Regions from separate parts of the Mustela erminea genome. Here region 2 is linked to region 1. The links are chromatin contacts, called in public Hi-C maps. All regions are on one chromosome and are shown on one strand. The core of a region is the stretch at or near the end of the contact, and the rest is flanking DNA. Distances in the headings are between cores, read along the strand shown.

The links. Hi-C and Micro-C count contacts between places; a contact is called where the count stands out from the background.
Region 2: a contact with region 1 is called in a Hi-C map of skeletal muscle, with 8 times the contacts expected there. The contact joins the enhancer-like site here to the promoter of RTN4RL1 in region 1. A contact is called at or near these places in 2 of 3 Hi-C or Micro-C datasets (fibroblasts and skeletal muscle).

Annotation. Positions count from the first base shown.
Region 1 is chr18:16,463,033-16,465,783 of mMusErm1.Pri, reverse strand. RTN4RL1 (reticulon-4 receptor-like 1) reads right to left here and starts at 1,416. Exons shown (of 2, transcript XM_032320509.1): 1 at 875-1,416. The coding sequence starts at 887.
Region 2 is chr18:16,533,654-16,536,404 of mMusErm1.Pri, reverse strand. It overlaps RTN4RL1 (reticulon-4 receptor-like 1), which reads right to left. Exons shown (of 2, transcript XM_032320509.1): 2 at 1-2,751. Among named protein-coding and RNA genes, the nearest start is that of RTN4RL1, 71 kb to the right of the region's middle. Within about 2 kb of position 1,389, the one cell type or tissue checked has open chromatin away from gene starts, as enhancers often do. A contact at or near this core is called in fibroblasts, where this site is marked.

The DNA.
Region 1 (2,751 bases), core at 167-2,666:
GCGTGGTCACCTGCCCTCCCTGGGCCCCGGGGACAGCTCCCCGCGCGGCAGCCACGTGGGGGCGCGGCGGGACTTCCCCAGCACCCGCGCCAACTTTGCAGCGCTCTGCAATGAGCCGGGCTGCGGGGGAAAGGGGGGCAGGGGGAGGGTGGTTGTGGTTAGGTGGTCGCGGGGCCAGCTCTCCTCAAGTTGAGCCTGGCACCTGCCGCGCACGGAGCGGGTACGGCCCCCGCCTTCCCATCTCGCTGCTCCAGGCATAAGGAAAGTTTGAAGAACAGGACGGCAGGCGCTAGCCACCTCCCCTGGGCTGCTGGGTGCCCAGAGCCCGTCCCTGAGGACTAAAGCAGGACTGTAGGTAGGGAAGATGCCCACGTCCCGGCCCCGCCTGAGAAGCGAGGGCGCGCAGTGAGCGCCCGGGCGGCGCGGTGACTGACCGCTGGCCGCCCTGGAGCGCGGGCCGCACCCGGCCCCGCCAAAGCGGCAGAACTGGCAGCATGTGCCCACGCAGCGGAAGGAGTCTGCGACTGCAAAACTTTATAATGGCAAAGCAAAGGTCCCAGAAGGCCGGCTTCCTTTCCATCATGGGTAGCTCACAGTGGTCTCGAAATGACCTCGCCGAGCCAGATCCCTAGGCCTGGCCGCTTGATCCATGGCGCAAATCCCGTGTCTCGCAACCGGCCACAGACAGGGGCTGAGCTCCAGCAGCAAACCCTCCGCAGGTGCGTCCCGGCAAAGCCCGCCAGCCCGCCAGCCCGCCAGCCGCTGCTTCCCGGGCCAGGAGCTCGGGCGCGGGAGAGCGCTCGGGTGGCTCCCGGGCTCGAGGCTCGGCCGCGTGTGCACTCAACTCCAACTTGCCCCTTCGGCTCCAACTCACCTTTTCGAAGCATGTTGGCCGCGGGGCCGCCACTCGGAGGTCGGCCTAGGCGCGCTCCCTGCCGGAGTCCGGATTCAAATCCTTGGGTGCCGGCTACAGCTAATCCGAGCGCGTCGAGGCGGGGGCAAGCCGGGGATCCGCTTGTGCCCGGCAGCCCGGCCCCTCAGGGGCATGGTGAGCCCAAACCCAGCGCCGAGGGCACCGGCGCCCACTAGCAACCGCGGCGCTGCCTGGCAGCCCGGCGCGCTCGTTCAGCCCCGGGACAAGCGGCTTGCTCCGCGGAGCCGGCGGCCTGCTTCTGCAGCCCCGAGCTCTTTGCAGGCGGTTTTGAGGGGGGACGCCGCCCCCCGGCCGCCCGGCCGCCGGGCCGCGGCCCCCTCCTCTCCGCCCCCTCGGGCCGCCGCCGCCGCGGCTGCTGCAAAAGGGCGCTCGCACGCACCGCCGAGCTCCGGGGAAAGCGCCCGGCGCGCGTTTGCCGGACGAAGCGATCGGCGGAGCGGGGCGCCTCCCTTCCTCCCCCCCACCCCCCGGCTTCCCCCACCTTTTCTCCTCCCTTCCTCCCTCCCTCGCTCGCTAGCTCCCTCCCTCTCGCTCCGCTCCCCGCCCCCGCTCACGGAGCGCCTCCCATACAAAATTTATGAAAGTGCTCTCAGCTCGCGGTGCCGAGCGCCGTCCTATTCCCAGGGCAGCGGCGCTCAGCAGCGCGGCGCCGCCTCCCAAGGTGTTTTCGCTGCGCCCGCCCCTAGGGACGATCCTTGGCCCGTGTGGGTCCGAGTACCTGCCCCAGGCCCTGGGCAGCCGTCGGGCTACTCGAAAGCCCCTTCTCGGCCCCGCGGGCTTCCCGGAGCTCGCGCCCGCAGCCCAACCCCCGTCTGCTCGCCCTTCGTGGCTGGAGGTCACTGAGAGAGGCGGCTGGAAGCGTGCGCTCTGCCCACTGGCTGGGACAGGAGGACTGCCACCCAGAGACCCCGATCACAAGTCTGCACTCCTGCCCATATCCTCTCTAGGCGACTTCGCTTCCTTCTTGGAGGCTCGACGGCTCCTCCCCGCCCAGGACAGCTCCGGAAAACCCAGCCGCTTCGCATCCCGCGTCCCAGGATACTATTCCTTTGGGGGGTAGGTGTGGCGCGCCCCCAGACTGGTCTAGCCCACGCAGCAAGCAGTCAGTGAGGCCCAATTCCAAATTCTAGAGTGAGGAAGGGACTAGTGTGGGGCTCAGATGGGCTATCCCCGCCTAGGGGGGTGTCCCCGATCTCCTTCAGTCTACACCGACCCCGCCCGGGGCTTCCAGGAAAATGGAGGAGGCACCGCTTAGAAAGCAGGTCCCGCAGGGGGCCAGTTGGGCTGAACAGAAAAGGTTCAGGCCAGGCGAGATCCTGGGTGGAGGCGGCACCCCCTACTGGCCTGGAATAAGAGGGGTCCTAGGAAAGGAAGAAGAGGGCGCTAAGTCACTCATTCAACGTGCATTTACTGAGGGTCAATTCGTGGGGCATTACTATTCCTAGGGATTCAGCCAGTGAAAAAGACAAGGTCTCTGCATTCAATGGCACCAAGGCTCTGGGTTTCCGCTAACTACATAGGCATGTAACTACAAGAGCTTAGGGCATAGCTGGGGAAGAAAGACCCACAAGGCATCTTAGAATGTGACAGGAGGAGAAACAAAGTGTTGGGGGCTCTACTAGCTCTGTGAGGGGGGTGAAGGTGAAGGATGATCAAAGAAGCCTTCATCAAAGGGATGCCATTTAGGTTGGGGCTTGAGGGTTGAGTTATCAGTCTGAGAAGAAAAAGGGCATTCAAGGCAGGAGAAAAGGTGCAAATGCTTGAAGGTGAAAAAGTAACCTTGTTCTGATGATTAAGAAGATTGGTCCATCTTGGGA
Region 2 (2,751 bases), core at 140-2,639, 71 kb before region 1:
TAGGATTCCCCCAACCTTCCCCTTGCCAGGCTCGCCTCCCACGCCCACCACCCCTCACAGGGTTCCCAGTCCTCAACTCCTAGCTCTCTGCTGATATCCCAAACCAGCACGATGCTGCTGTTAACCCTCCAGCCTTCTGCCTCGAATACTCCCCGCACTCTTCTTTGGCCACCTCCTCATCCTGTTAGAGCCATCAGGTGTCACCCTCACCTGGAAGTCCTCCTGGACCGTCCTCACCTCAGTTGACTTTCTCACGGTGGGGGAAGGGCCACTACCAGAGGCACCAATCACATACTCCTCATAGGAGAGTCACATCTTCCCACTTTTATGTCCCAAGAGCCTGCGCCAACGGCGGGCACATGTAGGCCTTTGATCAGCACTTGTTGAAGGGAAAGAGCTGAGTGAAGATGGCAGAGGGGTGACCCTGTTAGGAACAGAGGAGGAGGACAGGATTCCCAGGGGCAAGAAGCCACATCTCCAGGCCCTGGCCCACCCAGGAGGAATGCTGCGTCTGGTGACCAGAGAGGTCTAGCCCCTGGCTTGTCAACTTGCTCTGGTGCTTTGGGCAATGGTGCCATCGTTCCTGTGTGGCCTGTGAGCTGCTGAGTGACAAGTGATGTCATTCACGATAGAGCCGCTTTCATTCCCGCTACCTCTTAGAGGAGAAAGCTGCTAAAAATACACCCGCCGTCCTGGGCCCCTCTGCCTTGCCTCTAATAACAATCGGCAGCCAGAGACCGAGCTGCACTTGACAGAGGCGGTCATTTATAAAACATTAGCATTTCTCGTACTGACATTTCACTTTCATATTGCAGGACTTACTAAGTCTGTTTAAAAAAATTTAATAAAGTGTTTGGACTCTTGATTTTCCCACTGAGGGCTTTGCTGTCTGACGCTGGAAATGAAATCAACAACAGGACAACATCCTCGGGTTCCGAGGGACAGCCGGGCCCTGGCACCGGCCTGGGGAAGAGCAGGCGGGCAGCGGGAGAGCATGTGTTTTGCTCTGCCGTCCCCGCGCTCCTGTTAGTGCAGGTTTCAAGCCTTGTACAGAGGAAGATTGTTCAGTCCCACCTGAAAACCCAGCTCTCCCCTCTCTACTGAGGAGAGAACTGCCTCATTTCTCTGAAGCGAGAGGGGCAGGTGCAGCCCCCAGACCCTCTCTGCTGCTGTCTCAGTGGATCCCTGGCCTCCTGGGAAGCCCTCTGGGCCCCAGGAACTGGCAGCTCCCTTCCGGCCACTCCTGAGGCCCTGAAGAATCCACAGCTCAGCTGCCGCGGGTGCGGCTCTTGGGAACCAGCCAGGAAGGATCCTGGACCAGCCTGGTCCAGAAAGAGCCGCAGAGACTGGGCCGATCCACAGCCAGGGTGTGGGAAGTGAGTCATGTTCCGTGAGGGTGAGGGAAGAACCCTAGAACGGAGAACGTGTGTGTGTGTGTGTGCGTGTGTTCGCATGCGTGTGCACACATGCATCCCAGTGAGTCAGCGTGCCCCTGCCCCATATGGCTCCTCCCGCCAGCAAACACACTGTGCCCGGCCAGGCTCGCCCACCCCACAAAGCCTGCGATCTGCCACCACTTCAGGAATGTAGGGTTAGGAAATGAGAAACAGGGTTCTTGTCCAAGAGAATTTTTTTATTATTGTTTTTCTCTTTTCATTGGATTCGGTGTTTCTTGCTCCTCACACACATCCTCTCTGGTGGGGAATTCAGGTTTGGGCAGAGCTCAGAGGAGATGGTACCCAGCGGGGCCCTGGCTGGCAGCATGGCCAACCTTGACTGGAGCCGCTGTCCCCTGACTGGGCTTGCCTGTTCCATGCCCTGCACACATCCCCACTCCTGACCCCTGAGTCTGGCCCCCTCCGCCACCGCAGCAGGTCCCTGGGCATCTTCAGAAGGGTCAGGAGGGAGGGGGCCTCCGTAACGCAGAAATGCCTGAGATGGTTCTTGAAATGCCCTCTTTGTTCCCCTTCTGCTAAGGCCACCTGATGCTTTCTCTCCTGCCACCGAGCACAGGACTCTTGCTGGGCTGGCCATCAAAGAGCCTCAAGGAAAAACTCAGCAGCTGAGCTGTGCTGGAGTCCTGGGCTCATGCCCGGAGTTTCCCCAGCCTGTCCAGACCGTCACTGGCAAAAATGCTAGGCCAACGGACGATGACACTGCCCAGCCTCTTGGGCTAACACTGTGGTTGCTGCCTGCCCGTCGGCAAAAAAAAAGACCCAGAGCCCCTCCTGGTTCCCTTCTCCATCAAGCCCTCCCCTAGGGCCTGGCTCCCTGATGTCCCATGAGCTGCTTCTCACTTCTCGCCCCTGACAACGACCCCTGGTACAGTGGGGGTGATGGGGTGCTCTGGGGTGGCAGCCGGACTTGTGTTGCATATAAAAACAAGGCGATGCTCTAAACATCGAAGAAGATTGGTCCCCTGAAGTGATTCTTGCTGCCTCCCCTTCTTCTCCCTGGCCCTTCCCACTGACACTTTGCCCTAGATCCTGGCAAGACCAGGTTATGACAGGGACTGTCATTGCCAGGTTGGAATTCTAGACAAAAACCCTACAACTCTTCTCTTGCTAGAAATCACCAATACAACCCTTAGTTCAACAGATATAGTTTTCTGTATAGTTTATAAACATGAGAAGACATACAGTTTGGTAGGGGATGGGGAGGGGCCCTGTGCATGTGTGTGGACAGTGTGTGTGTATATATATATATATATACATGTATATATATATAAGTTGACTTAGTTATAAGTCAAGT